3 separate regions of the Sus scrofa genome follow, and all the other regions are linked to region 1. A link is a contact called in public Hi-C and HiChIP or PLAC-seq data. All regions are on one chromosome and are shown on one strand. Each heading gives the region's core, a stretch centred on a gene start, on an enhancer-like site or on the middle of the called end of the contact. The rest is flanking DNA. Distances are from core to core; before and after follow the strand shown.

What was found. A called contact is a pair of places that touch in the nucleus more often than the background predicts. HiChIP or PLAC-seq counts read pairs in DNA pulled down with a chosen protein or histone mark.
Region 2: a contact with region 1 is called in an H3K27ac HiChIP or PLAC-seq map of alveolar macrophages. The contact joins two enhancer-like sites. A contact is called at or near these places in 1 of 47 Hi-C or Micro-C datasets (embryonic fibroblasts) and 1 of 2 datasets of contacts at active chromatin or transcription factors (alveolar macrophages).
Region 3: a contact with region 1 is called in a Hi-C map of alveolar macrophages, with 2.3 times the contacts expected there. The contact joins two enhancer-like sites. A contact is called at or near these places in 13 of 47 Hi-C or Micro-C datasets (alveolar macrophages, blood, embryonic fibroblasts and 6 more) and 1 of 2 datasets of contacts at active chromatin or transcription factors (alveolar macrophages).

The regions. Positions count from the first base shown.
Region 1 is chr15:131,203,777-131,207,688 of Sscrofa11.1, forward strand. SP110 (sp110 nuclear body protein) reads right to left here. Exons shown (of 17, transcript XM_021075649.1): 6 at 3,494-3,571; 7 at 1,159-1,227. Among named protein-coding and RNA genes, the nearest start is that of SP140, 20 kb to the right of the region's middle. Within about 2 kb of position 2,250, at least 16 of the 83 cell types and tissues checked have an H3K27ac peak or open chromatin away from gene starts, as enhancers often do. A contact at or near this core is called in alveolar macrophages and retroperitoneal adipose tissue, where this site is marked.
Region 2 is chr15:131,429,763-131,433,674 of Sscrofa11.1, forward strand. No RefSeq gene overlaps it. Among named protein-coding and RNA genes, the nearest start is that of CAB39, 61 kb to the right of the region's middle. Within about 2 kb of position 1,684, at least 2 of the 83 cell types and tissues checked have an H3K27ac peak or open chromatin away from gene starts, as enhancers often do. A contact at or near this core is called in alveolar macrophages, where this site is marked.
Region 3 is chr15:131,402,598-131,406,509 of Sscrofa11.1, forward strand. No RefSeq gene overlaps it. Among named protein-coding and RNA genes, the nearest start is that of CAB39, 88 kb to the right of the region's middle. Within about 2 kb of position 1,739, at least 6 of the 83 cell types and tissues checked have an H3K27ac peak or open chromatin away from gene starts, as enhancers often do. A contact at or near this core is called in alveolar macrophages and retroperitoneal adipose tissue, where this site is marked.

The DNA.
Region 1 (3,912 bases), core at 1,000-3,499:
TGCCAGAGGCACAGCAATGCGGGATCCAAGCCATGTCTGCGACCTACACCACAGCTCACGGCAACGCCAGATCTTTAACTCACTGAGCAAGGCCAGGAATGGAACCCTCATCCTCATGGATGCTAGTCAGACTATTAACCCCTGAGCCACAATGGGAATTCCTAGGTGTTTATATTTCAAAAGGGATGAAGCCCAGAACTTGGAGATATCTTTAATAAAAGATGGAGACACCCGGGGTTTCTCTGACTCTGGGAAAGAAGCATTTAAATTCTCCCACATTAGGGTGAGGTCCCAGGGTCTTTTCAATCTTATCTCAAAGCAGCAAAAGATTTTTTTTTCTCCTTTCGGAGGGGAGGAGCATAGCTGTCCCGGTCCTGCACATAAACAGAAAATCCATCCTTCTTTCTCTTTCGTCTATGGGGTGAAATCCGCCACTCATAGAGAAAGAATTCATCAGTTCTTTTCTCATGCCTGGGGGTCTGTGTGTGGGGGATAAATGCTGCAATACTGAGCTGGTTGTGACTATCAATAAAGAATTCTTTTCTTTGACCCAGGTGCTTTGTGTTTCTGCAATATTCATACATCAAAAAACGTCTCTCTGCAAGGGGTGGGGGGGTTAACATCTCCAGACCCTCTCAGTTCAGACAAGGCTCATACTTGGTTCAAATGCACAGTTAGTTAGCACAGATCTTGAAATGAATAGGCTAAAAATTGGATTTGAAAAAAAATCCCCCTCATATATTTGCATTCTCTTTCACCAATGGTACCACCATTCTACCAGCCACTTAAGCCAGAAATTGAAGAGCAAGCCTTAATGTCTCCCTCTCATCCTCAGCTTCTAATTTACCAAGTGTTGTCAGCTCTACCTGCAAACTGATCCTGACTAGATCTCTCCATCTCCACTGCCCGATCTGAATCCAAGCTGCTGTCAACTCCCGAGGTATCTGTCCTCTAAAGGGTTGCCCTGCTTCTGGTGTTTTCTATATCCAGTTCATTCTTTACATAGCACCAGAATTGGTCTCGCCAAGTTTAAAATTGGATTATGTCACTTCCCTGATTCGATCTCTTCAGGGATTCCCCATTGCATTTAGAATAAAATCCTACCTCCCACACCTTGGTGGACAAGCATGAACTACCTCCAGCCCCCTCTCATCTTACCTCTTGGGAGGCATTTTTTCTTGTGTCTTCTTTTGGGGGTTGCCCAGATACATCTTTTTTTCTTCTTTCCTAAAGAAAAAGGTTACAGACCATCTTTTATAACTACAGACATTGATCTACCAACCTTGTATGTCAACAATTTTTAGCTTTTATATTTGGTCTTCAAAACACAGTGGCTACGAGGTCATTGCTAACCTTAGGTGATGCTGAAATTTTTAAAAAAATAGTTTTTTTTTGGTTGTGCCCACGGCATGTGAAAATTCCCAGGCCAAGGATCAAACTCATGCCACAGCAATGAGCCAAACTGCTGACAATGAGCCAAACTGCTGACAATGCCAGATCCTTAACCTGCTGGGTGATGCTGAAATTTTATTTATTTTTCTTTTCCTTTTTATGGCCACGCCTTTAGCAAACAGAAGTTCCCAGGCTAGTAGGGGTCAAATCAGGGCTGCAGCTGAACCCTACACCACAGCCACAGCCACAGCCACAGCCACAGCCACATCAGATCTGAGCTGCATCTGCCACCTACACTGCAGTTTGCAGCAACACGGGATCCTTAAATCACTGAGAAAGGCCAGGGGTCGAACTAGCATCCTCAAAGAGATTATGTCGGGTTCTTAACCCTCTGAGCCACAATGGGAAGAAACGGAGACAGTAAGTTTAGGTAACTCATTTCTAGAAGTTGGGCTGTGAAGTGGAGGGAGAGCTATAGAGGCCCCCGAAGTGAGACGAGGATCAAGAAAACGTTCCTTTTCTGACTGTGTGACAGGCTTGGGCGTGAGCTGAATGAAGATCCTTGGGAGAGGAGGTGCTTAATTCTCAGGAAAGAGAGGGAACCGTAGATGCTGTCAGCATTGCCTTGGAGAGAAAGAAGGCATTGGAAAGGAGGGGCAGATGCAGTCTGGAGTTGCAGGGTGGGAGCAGGAAGTGAGGGAATTCCCAGATGATGTTTTTCTGTGAAGTTGGAGGAAGGGTCATTGTTGAGCCAAAAGGAGGCAGTGATGCATCAGAAGTTCGAAAAAAAAAATAGCTCAAGGTTTGAAAGGCTCATCACAGGAAGTGGTATGGTCATGTGGTGAGGAGGGATTGTTTGCAGGGGAATCCTGAGGCCACACAGCTGTGTGCCTCACCTCAGTAGTGCCTGATTGCAGCTGCCATGTGCAGGAAGCAGACGAGAGTTTCTTCCAAGACCTGCCAGAGATTTCCAGAAAAGACAGAAAGGCCAGAGTGGTTAAGCTGTCAGCAGTAGTTTCCCCAGACGATGAATGCTGGATTCCATGTCGGTAAGAAGGGTGGTGAGAAAAGGAGTTCCCCTCGTGGCACAGCACAAACGAATCCAACTAAGAACCATGAGGTTGCAGGTTCGATCCCTGGCCTCGCTCAGTGGGTTAAGGATGCGGCATTGCTGTGAGCTGTGGTGTAGGTCGCAGACAGGGCTCAAATCTGGCGTTGCTGTGGCTCTGGCATAGGCAGGTGGCTACAGCTCTGATTAGACCCCTAGCCTGGGAACCTCCATATGCCGTAGGTACAGTCCTAGAAAAGACAAAAAGACAGGGAAAAAAAAAAAAGGCAGATGATGACTTGGAAAAAGCAAAGGCCAAGGGACCAGTCATCCAATGAGACTGAAGGACAGCTGCAGAGGCAAAAAGTTGTAAGGAAGAAATCACGGAGGAATTTTTTTTTTTTTTTTTTTTTTGCTTTTCAGGGTCACATCCATGGCACATGGAGGTTCCCAGGCTAGAGATCAAATTGGCGTTACAGCTGCAGGCCTACACCACAGCCACAGCAACACCAGATCTGAGCCACATCTGTGACCTACACCATAGCTCACAGCAACGCTGGATCCTTAACCCACTGAGCAAGGCCAGGGATTGAACCCCCATCCTCATGGATACTAGTTGGATTCGTTTCCGCTGAGCCACGACAGGAACTCCCTCAAAAAACCTTTCGGTTTCTCTGTTTGAATAACTGAACCATCTGTCCGTGAGTTTCAGGTCCTCCTCCTCAAGGGCACAGAGTGTGTTACTCTTTCCACGGCTGGTTTACTCACTTCCTTCTTGCCCCACACCATGTAACACGGAAGCAGCGGGAGTCCAACAGAGCTGTGGCATTGTGAAAGAACTCTCTTCTCTCAAAACATCTCCTGCCTTTGCACAAAAGCCGGGGTTTAGACCTTCTTGGCTTTTGGAGGACATGTGAAGCTGAATGTGCGCTCTCCACTGAAACTCTTTTTCTTCTTACATTATTTCCTCTCTTATTTTCAAATATCACCATGGCTTTAGAGCAATGGTTTAGAGTGATCATGGTTCCGAAAAATGTTGCCGTGAATGGTTACCTTTCTTGTTGGGAGGCATCCTGGGTGCCTCTTGGAGTTCCTCTGGGTCATGTGGTTTGGGAGAATCATCTTTTATCGCTGACAAAAGAAACAGAATCCATCTCAGAGTGCAGGCAGCATGGACTGAGAAAGTGCTGAGGGAGATCAGTGGGGGAACCAGAAGGATGGAGAGCAGGTGTGGGCTCAGGTCTGGGGACCTGCCCGTCTACAGGGCTCCCTGGCTCTGCCGGGGTGTGATCAACTTACGGTTGCTGTTACCTGTGTGACTATCACAGTGGACCAGAGAAAAACTGCCCCTCAGAAGAGGGTTCAGCTATTGAGGGTCCCTTCCTCAATGGAAGAAAAGCACAAGGGCTCCCAGCAGCCTAGTCTGAGTGGCGACCTTGAATTCCGACGGCCACAGGGAGAGGAAACGTTTT
Region 2 (3,912 bases), core at 434-2,933, 230 kb after region 1:
AAACAATCAGCGAGTCAGGTGGAGCTAAGTAGAGAGAAATAAAGGGAAGTAAGGGAACGAGGAAGGAAGAGGAGGTCAAGGAGCTGTGGCTGTTTCACAAAACAGACCTAGCCAGCCTCCCCATTAAGGTAACACCTGAGCAGAGCCCAGAGGAGAGAGAGCAAACAAGCCATGTGATCATGCGGAGTTTCTGTGCAAAGGCCCAGTGGTGGACACTGATGCGGTGAGACAGCCTCAGAAAGGAAGCAGATAGACAGATGGCGAGGGCCTGGGAGGTCGCTTTAGGGCTTTGCTCTAACAGGAAAGCGGTGGAATTTGCTAGATGTTTTTAACTTGAAAAGTTTCAAGTTCTGTGTCATCTTCATGTGAAGTAAACATTCTTTTCACTCCAGTACCTCTTCTATCTCCCCCTCTTACATTTCTTGTTTCCACTTTCTCCCCAGTTTTTTCTTGGAGTTCTCTCTTTCTCTGCCTCTCCTTTTCCGAGGATGCTTCACTCTGTCCCAGCTCCTCCCTCCCTCCCTTCAACCTCAGCCTTTCTTTCTCGCTGCCTTGGAACTTTCTTCTGCTAAACTGCAGGCTTCTCCCCCCTAAACACCACCTTGCCCTTATTTATTTCTCTGGCCTCTCCCTCAGGCTGGATCTCTCCCCGTCATCATTGCTGTTCTCCTCCGCTACCATTTACCCTTTAGAAGCTTCAAGCCATGCCTTTCACCAGCTTACACAGCAGTGAACTTTCTGAAATACGACTCTGTCTCTGACATTTTGGGTAAAAAGGTATCCTACTGTAAAAAAAAAAAAAAAAAAAAAAGAATGCCAGATAGAAACTCCTTATGCCAAATGTATTAAGTGTCTCACATACTTTGCAAGTTTGAGCCAGGTGTTAGCCTGATCCTGGGGGTCACAACACAGGGAAAGGACAATGGCACCTGTAGGGGGTCCAGAGGGCAGTGAGTTCTCTGATGCCACCACAGGGAGCCAGTTCCCAGGCCCTGCTTCTTGCAGCAATTGCTACAGGCAGAGGAAGAACCAGAGGCCACAGCCCCCATCCCTCTGAGTTGGGAAAACTTCCCACTGAAGGCCAAAAGCAGTTTTCCATCTCCCAGGAAGTGAGGTAAACATAGCTTGGGACCAGGCCTGTCCTCTAGTCTGATCGCACTCATGGGCAGAATTTTGGCCCTTGTGACCCTCACGCTCTGGTGTCACAACCACAATTATTTTACCTTCTACGCAAAAGGAATCTGTAGATGTCATAAGGCTATTAATCAACTGATTTTTTTTTCTTTTTTGCCCACCCCGAGGCATATGTCGTCCCCCAGGCCAAGGATCAGATCTAAGTCACAGCTGCAATCCTACACTGCAGCCGCAGCAACACCGGATCCTTAACCCACTGTGCCGGGCCAGGACTGAATCTGCACTCCAGTGTTCTGGAGATGCCACTGATCACATTTCACCACAGTGGGAACTTTCAACTGACTTTAAAGTAGGGAGATTATCCTGGGTTGTCCAGATGGACCCAATATAGTCACATGAGGCTGTGAAAGCAGAAGCGGGAGTCAGAGGTATTTGGAAGGTGAAAAAGACTCAACTCACCCTTTTTGGCTTGGAAGATGGAGGAACAGCCCCACAAGTCAAGGAAGCTGAGAACCACCTCCAGCTGAGGGCCGATGAGGACATGGGGACGTTAGTCTCCCAACCACAAAGAACTGCATTCTGCCCACGCCCTGCATAAACTTGGGAGCGGATTCTTCCCAGAGCCTCCCAATGAGAAGGCAGCTGGCCAGTACCCTGACTTCAGTCTTAAGAGACCCTAAGAGGAGGACCCTGTTGAGCCAATTGAGACTTTTTTTTTTTTCACTTTTTAGGGCCACGCTTGCAGTATATGGAAGTTCCCAAGCTAGAGGTCAAATCAGAGCTACGGCTGCCACCTAAAGTGCAGCTTGTGGCAACAGAGGATCCTTCATCCACTGAGCAAGGCCAGGGATGGAACCAGAATCTTTATGGATACTAGTCAAGTTCTCAACCCCTGAGCCATAATGGGGTTAAGTCCCCGCCCCAGCTGAGACTTCTGACCAATAGAAATGTGAGAGAAAGTGGGTGTTGTTTGAAGCCATCGAATGTGTGATGATTTGTTACAGCAGCAATAGGAGACGAACACAGCCCCTCTGATTAGACAGCTGCAGAGAGAAGATATTTTGCCTCGCCTCTGCAGTAATGTTCCTTCTAGAGAGGCCACTATGGATTGAGTCAGCTCAGCTCCAAAGCTCAACAGGAAAATCCTCCCCCACCGTGGTTACTCTCGGAAGCTTAGCCAAGATATGCTTCTACTTCTCCCTTCCTTAAATAGTATATGTGGAAGGCAATATAATTTTTTTGGCTGCACTCAGGACATGCAGAAGTCCCCAGGCCAGGGATGGAACCCGAGCCACAGCAGTGACAACACTGAATCCTTAACCTCTAGGCCACCAGGGAACTCCCAAGGACACTATAACTTAAACTTTCCATCAGGTCTAGGTGTTGCTGAGGCCAGAGGCCTGATGTGTTAAGTCAGGGTTCATCAGAGAAATAGAACCAATAGAATGTGTATATTTATATACATATATAGAGAGAGAAAGATTTATTTTAAGAAATTCCTCATGCCATTGTGGAATTGGCAAGTCCAAAATTTGCAGAGCGGGCTAGCAGGCTGGAGACCCAGGGAAGAGCCCAAGTGGTAGGTCAAGTTCAAAGGCCACCTGATGGCAGAATTCCTTCGTGCTTAGACATCTTCTCTTTTCTGTTATTCGGGCCTTCAACTGATGGGATACGGCCCACCCACGCTATAGTTGTCAGTCTGCTTCACTCAAAATCCACTGATTTAAAATTTAATCTTGTCCCAAAACACCCTCACAGAAACATCCAGAATTTTGTTTTACCAAATATCTGGACATCATGGCCCAGCCAAGTTGATGCATAAAATTAACCACCATAATTGGTTGGTTTGTTTAGGAATGTGCATGTTTTCTAAAAAATAAGCACATTTATAACATGAAAAACAATACTCTGTGTAATTTTAGGGATAAAGAGAAGTTCAAAGTATTTTAAAATTTGTGGAATGCTAAACACTGCATTCAGAATAGCTGTTACCACTGGAAGACAGGAAGGGAGATGTGGTCCAGGGAACTTCAGTTGTACTGGCAATGGTTAATTTTTTTAAACAGGGTGATCACTACACTTTGCTTTAGTTAATATATTTATAAATGTTTTAAATAAATATGTAAATTATACAGAAAAGAGTAATGAGAGTGTAAGACATTCTATGTAAAAACATAAGGTATCAGTATTTTTTTTTTTCATTTTTAGGGCTGCACCTGAGGCATATGGAGGTTCCCAGGCTAGGGGTCTAAATTGGAGCTATAGCTGCCGGCCTATACCACAGCCACAGCAATGCAGGATCTGAGCTGTGTCTTCGACCTACACCACAGCTCACGGCAATGCCAGATCCTTAACCCACTGAGTGTGGCCAGGATCAAACATGCATCCTCATGGATGCTAGTCAGATTCATTAACCACTGAGCCACAATGGGAACTTCAAAGTATCAGTAATATTTAAAATTTGGTATCTGTGCAGAAATAGACTGATCCATGAAACAGAACAGAAAGTCTAGGAGTTCCCACTGTGGTGCAGCATGTTAAGGGTCCAGGGTTGTCACTGCTGAGGCATGAGCTCGATTCCCCAGCCAGGCATGGTGGGTTAAGGATTCGGCATTGCCACAGCTGTGGCGGAGCTCACAGCTGGAGCTCCGATTCAGTCTCAGGACTGGGAACTTCCACATGCCATGGGAGTGGCAAAAAAACAGAAGGAAAAAAACAACAACAACAACAAAAAAACGGAAAGCCCCGAAATGGTCCCCAAATGCATATAGACTAGAA
Region 3 (3,912 bases), core at 489-2,988, 200 kb after region 1:
TTGTGGATCAACCACTTAAACTAATACGAAGATAAAAAATCAAAAAATTGTCAAATGAACTATAACTATAATAAACAGTGAATGGCTAAACATGAAAATGCAAAATATGACAAAATAAACACAAAATGTGGGGGAGGGGAGTAAAGAAATTAGATCTTTTAGAACGTGTTTAAACTTAAATGATGACCAATTTGAGACAAGTAGATATAGTTACACATCAACATAGATGAAACCCACAGTAATCAAACATTTTAAACTGTACAAAAACTAAAGAGAAAGAAACATCTCACTACGGAAAACATCAAACCACAAGAGAAGACACTAAAAGAGGAAGAATGGCTACAAAAACAACCAGAAAACAGGTCAAAAAAAAATGGCCATAAGTACATACCTATCAATCTTTAAATGTCAATGAACTAAATGCTCCTATCAGAAGACTGAATGGATTAAAAAATCAAGACCCCTCTATATACTGCTTACATGATACTCCTTTCAGAACTAAAGATAAACGCAGACAAAGTGAGAGGATGGAAAAAGACATTTCTTGCAAATAGAAATCACAATAAAACTGGAGTAGCAATACTCATATTAGACAAAATAGACATTAAAACCAAGGCTATAACAAAATACAAAGAAGGGCATTACATAATGATAAAAGTATCAATATAAGAAGAGGATATGACACTTGTCAACATATATGAACCTAATATAGGAGCACCTAAATACATAAAGAAAATATTAACAGACATAAAGGGAGAAATTGACAATAATACAATAGTAGGGGACTTCAACACCCCACTTACATCAATGGGCAGATCATACAGACAGAAAATCAATAAGGAAACAGTAGTCTTAAATTACACATTAGACCAGTTGGACTTAAACAATGTTTGGATGCTTTTGGACATTCCAGCTGAAAACTGCAAATACACATACTTTTCAAGTGCATATGGAAAATTTTCCAGGATAGATCACATGCTAAGCCAAAAAAAAAAAAAAAATTCAACAATTTCAAGAGGAATGAAATTATATCAAGCATTTTTTCTGACCACAACAGTATGAAAATAGAAGTCAATTACAAAAAGAAAACTGGAAAAATACAAACATGTGGAGATTAAACAACCAAAAAACCAATGAATCAATGAAAAATCAAAGAGATCAGAAAATATTTTGAGATAAATGAAAATAAAAAAGCAACTTCCCAAAACTATAAGATGCAGCAAAAGTAGTTCTAAAAGGGAAGTTTATAGCAACACAGGCTTACCTCAAGAAATAAGAAAAATATCAAATAAACAAACTAACCTACCATCTAAAGGGATTTTAAAAAGAACAAAGCGCAAAGTCAACAGAAGGAAGGAAATAATAAAGATCAGAGAGGAAAAAAATAAAATAGAGAACAGAAAATAGAGGAGCTCCTTGGTGGCACAGCAGGTTAAGGATTCAGCATTGTCCCTGTTGTGACGCAGTTTCAATCCCTGGCCCAAGGAATTTCTTCCTACTGCAAGCATGGCCAAAAAAAATAGAAAAAATTGATGAAACCACAGCTTGTTTTCTGAAAAGATAAACAAAACTGATAAGACTTTGGCCAGGCATATCAAGAAAAAAAGAGAGAAGACCCAAATAAACAAAATAAGATATGAAAGAGGAGAAATAATAACTGATGTCACAGAGATACAAAAAAATCATAAGACGTTACTATGAACAGTTGCATGCCAACAAACTGATGACTAAGAAGAAAGGGACAAGTTTCTAGAAACCCCCAGCTTGCCAAGACTGAATCAGGAAGAAACAGACAATTAGAACAGACTAATTGCTAGTAGTGAAACTGAATTTGTAAGTAAAAAAACAAACAAAAAACTCCCAGCAAACAAAAGTCCACAACCACACAGTTTCACAAGAGAATTCTACCAAACATAAAGAAGAGCTAATAACTATCCTTCTCAAACTATTCCAAAAACCAAAAAGGAGGGAACATTCCTGAGTTCATTACACAAGGCCATCATTACCCTGATACCAAAACCAGACGAAGACATTACAAAACAGAAAATTACAGGCCAATATTTTTGAATATAGATGCAAAAATCCTCAAGAAAAAATTAACAAGCCAAATTCAACCATATATAAAAATGGTCATATACCATCATCAAGTGTAAGGATGGTTTGAAATTTATAAAGCAATAAATGTGATAAACCATATTAACAAAGGGGAAGAGATCACATGATTATCTCAATAAACACAGGAAAAGCACTTAATGAAATTCAACATCCATTCATGATAAAAAAAAAAAAAACTCTCATCAAAGTTTCTATAGAGGGAACATATCTCAACATAATAATAAAGGACATTTATGACAAATCCACAGCTAACATGATACTCAACAGTGGAAAGAAACAGGACAAGGATGCCCACTTTCACAATTTCTACTTAACACAGTATTAAAATACCTAGCCACATTAATTAAGCAACATAAAGAAATAAAATGCATCTAAATTGGAAGGGAAGAAGTTAAACAGTCACCATTTGTAGATACATGATACTTTATATAGAAAACCTGAAGTCTCCACCAAAAAACTATTAAAACTGATAAATGAATTCAGTAAACCTTCAGAAAAAAAGATCACTATTTAGAAATCTATTACTTTTCTATAGACTAATAATTAATGATCAGAAAGAGAAAGCAAGAAAACAATCCCATGTAAAATCCAATCAAAAATTAATAAAATTTTTAAAAATTTTATACCTAGTAATAAACTTAACAAAAGAGGTAGACCCATGCCCTGAAAACTGTAAAACACTGATAATGGAAACTGAAAGTGATTTAAAGAAATGAAAAGATGGCCTGTGTTCATGGATTGGAGGAATGAATATTGTTAAAATGTCCATATTACCCAAAGCGATCTATGGATTTAATGTAATCCCCATCAAAATATCAATGACAATTTTCACAGAACTTGAACAAGTTATTCTAAAATGTATATGTAGCCACAAAAGATCCTGATGAATAGCAAAAGCAATCTTGAGAAAGATGAGATATCACACTCCCTGATTTCAGACTATTCCACAAAGCTACAGTAATCAGAACAACATTGGTACTGGCACAAAAACATGCCCATAGATCACTGAAATAAAATAGAGAGCCCAGAAATAAACTCGTGCACATATGGTCAATTAACTTATGACAAAGGAGGCAAGAATATACAATGGAGAAAAGACAGTCTCTTTGAGTTCTCCTGTGGCCTAGTAGGTTAAGGATTCAGTGTTGTAATTGCTGTGGCTCTGGTTACTAAAATGGCACAGATTTGATCTCTGGCTCAGGAAGTTCTGCATGCCTCAGGTGTGGCACAAAAAAAAATAAATAAATAAAAGAAATTTTTTTTAAAAAAAGACAGTCTCTTCAATAACTGGTGCTGTGAAAACCAGACAGCTACATGTGACAGAATGAAATTAGAGCATTTTCTAACACCATATACAAAAAAGCCTAAAAATGGATTAAAGATGTTATGTGAAATCGTAAACCATAAAACTCTTAGAAAAAAACATTGGCAGAACACTAGTTGACATAAGTCACAGCAATTTTTTTTTTTAATCTGCTCCTAAGGCAAAGGAAACAAAGGAAAATAAACAAATGGGACATAATCAAACTTATAAGATTTTGCATAACAAAGGAAACCATTAACAAAGTGAAAAGATAACCTACTGAATAGGGGAAAATATTTGAAAATTGATATGATTGATAAGGAATTGATATCCAATATATATATATATATAAACAACTCATAAAACTCAATACAATAAAAGCATACAACCTGATTGACATAAAAATGGCCAGAAGACCCAAGTAAATATTTTCCACAGAAAATATATAAATGGCCAACAGGCACATGAAAAGATGCTCACTATCACTAATTACC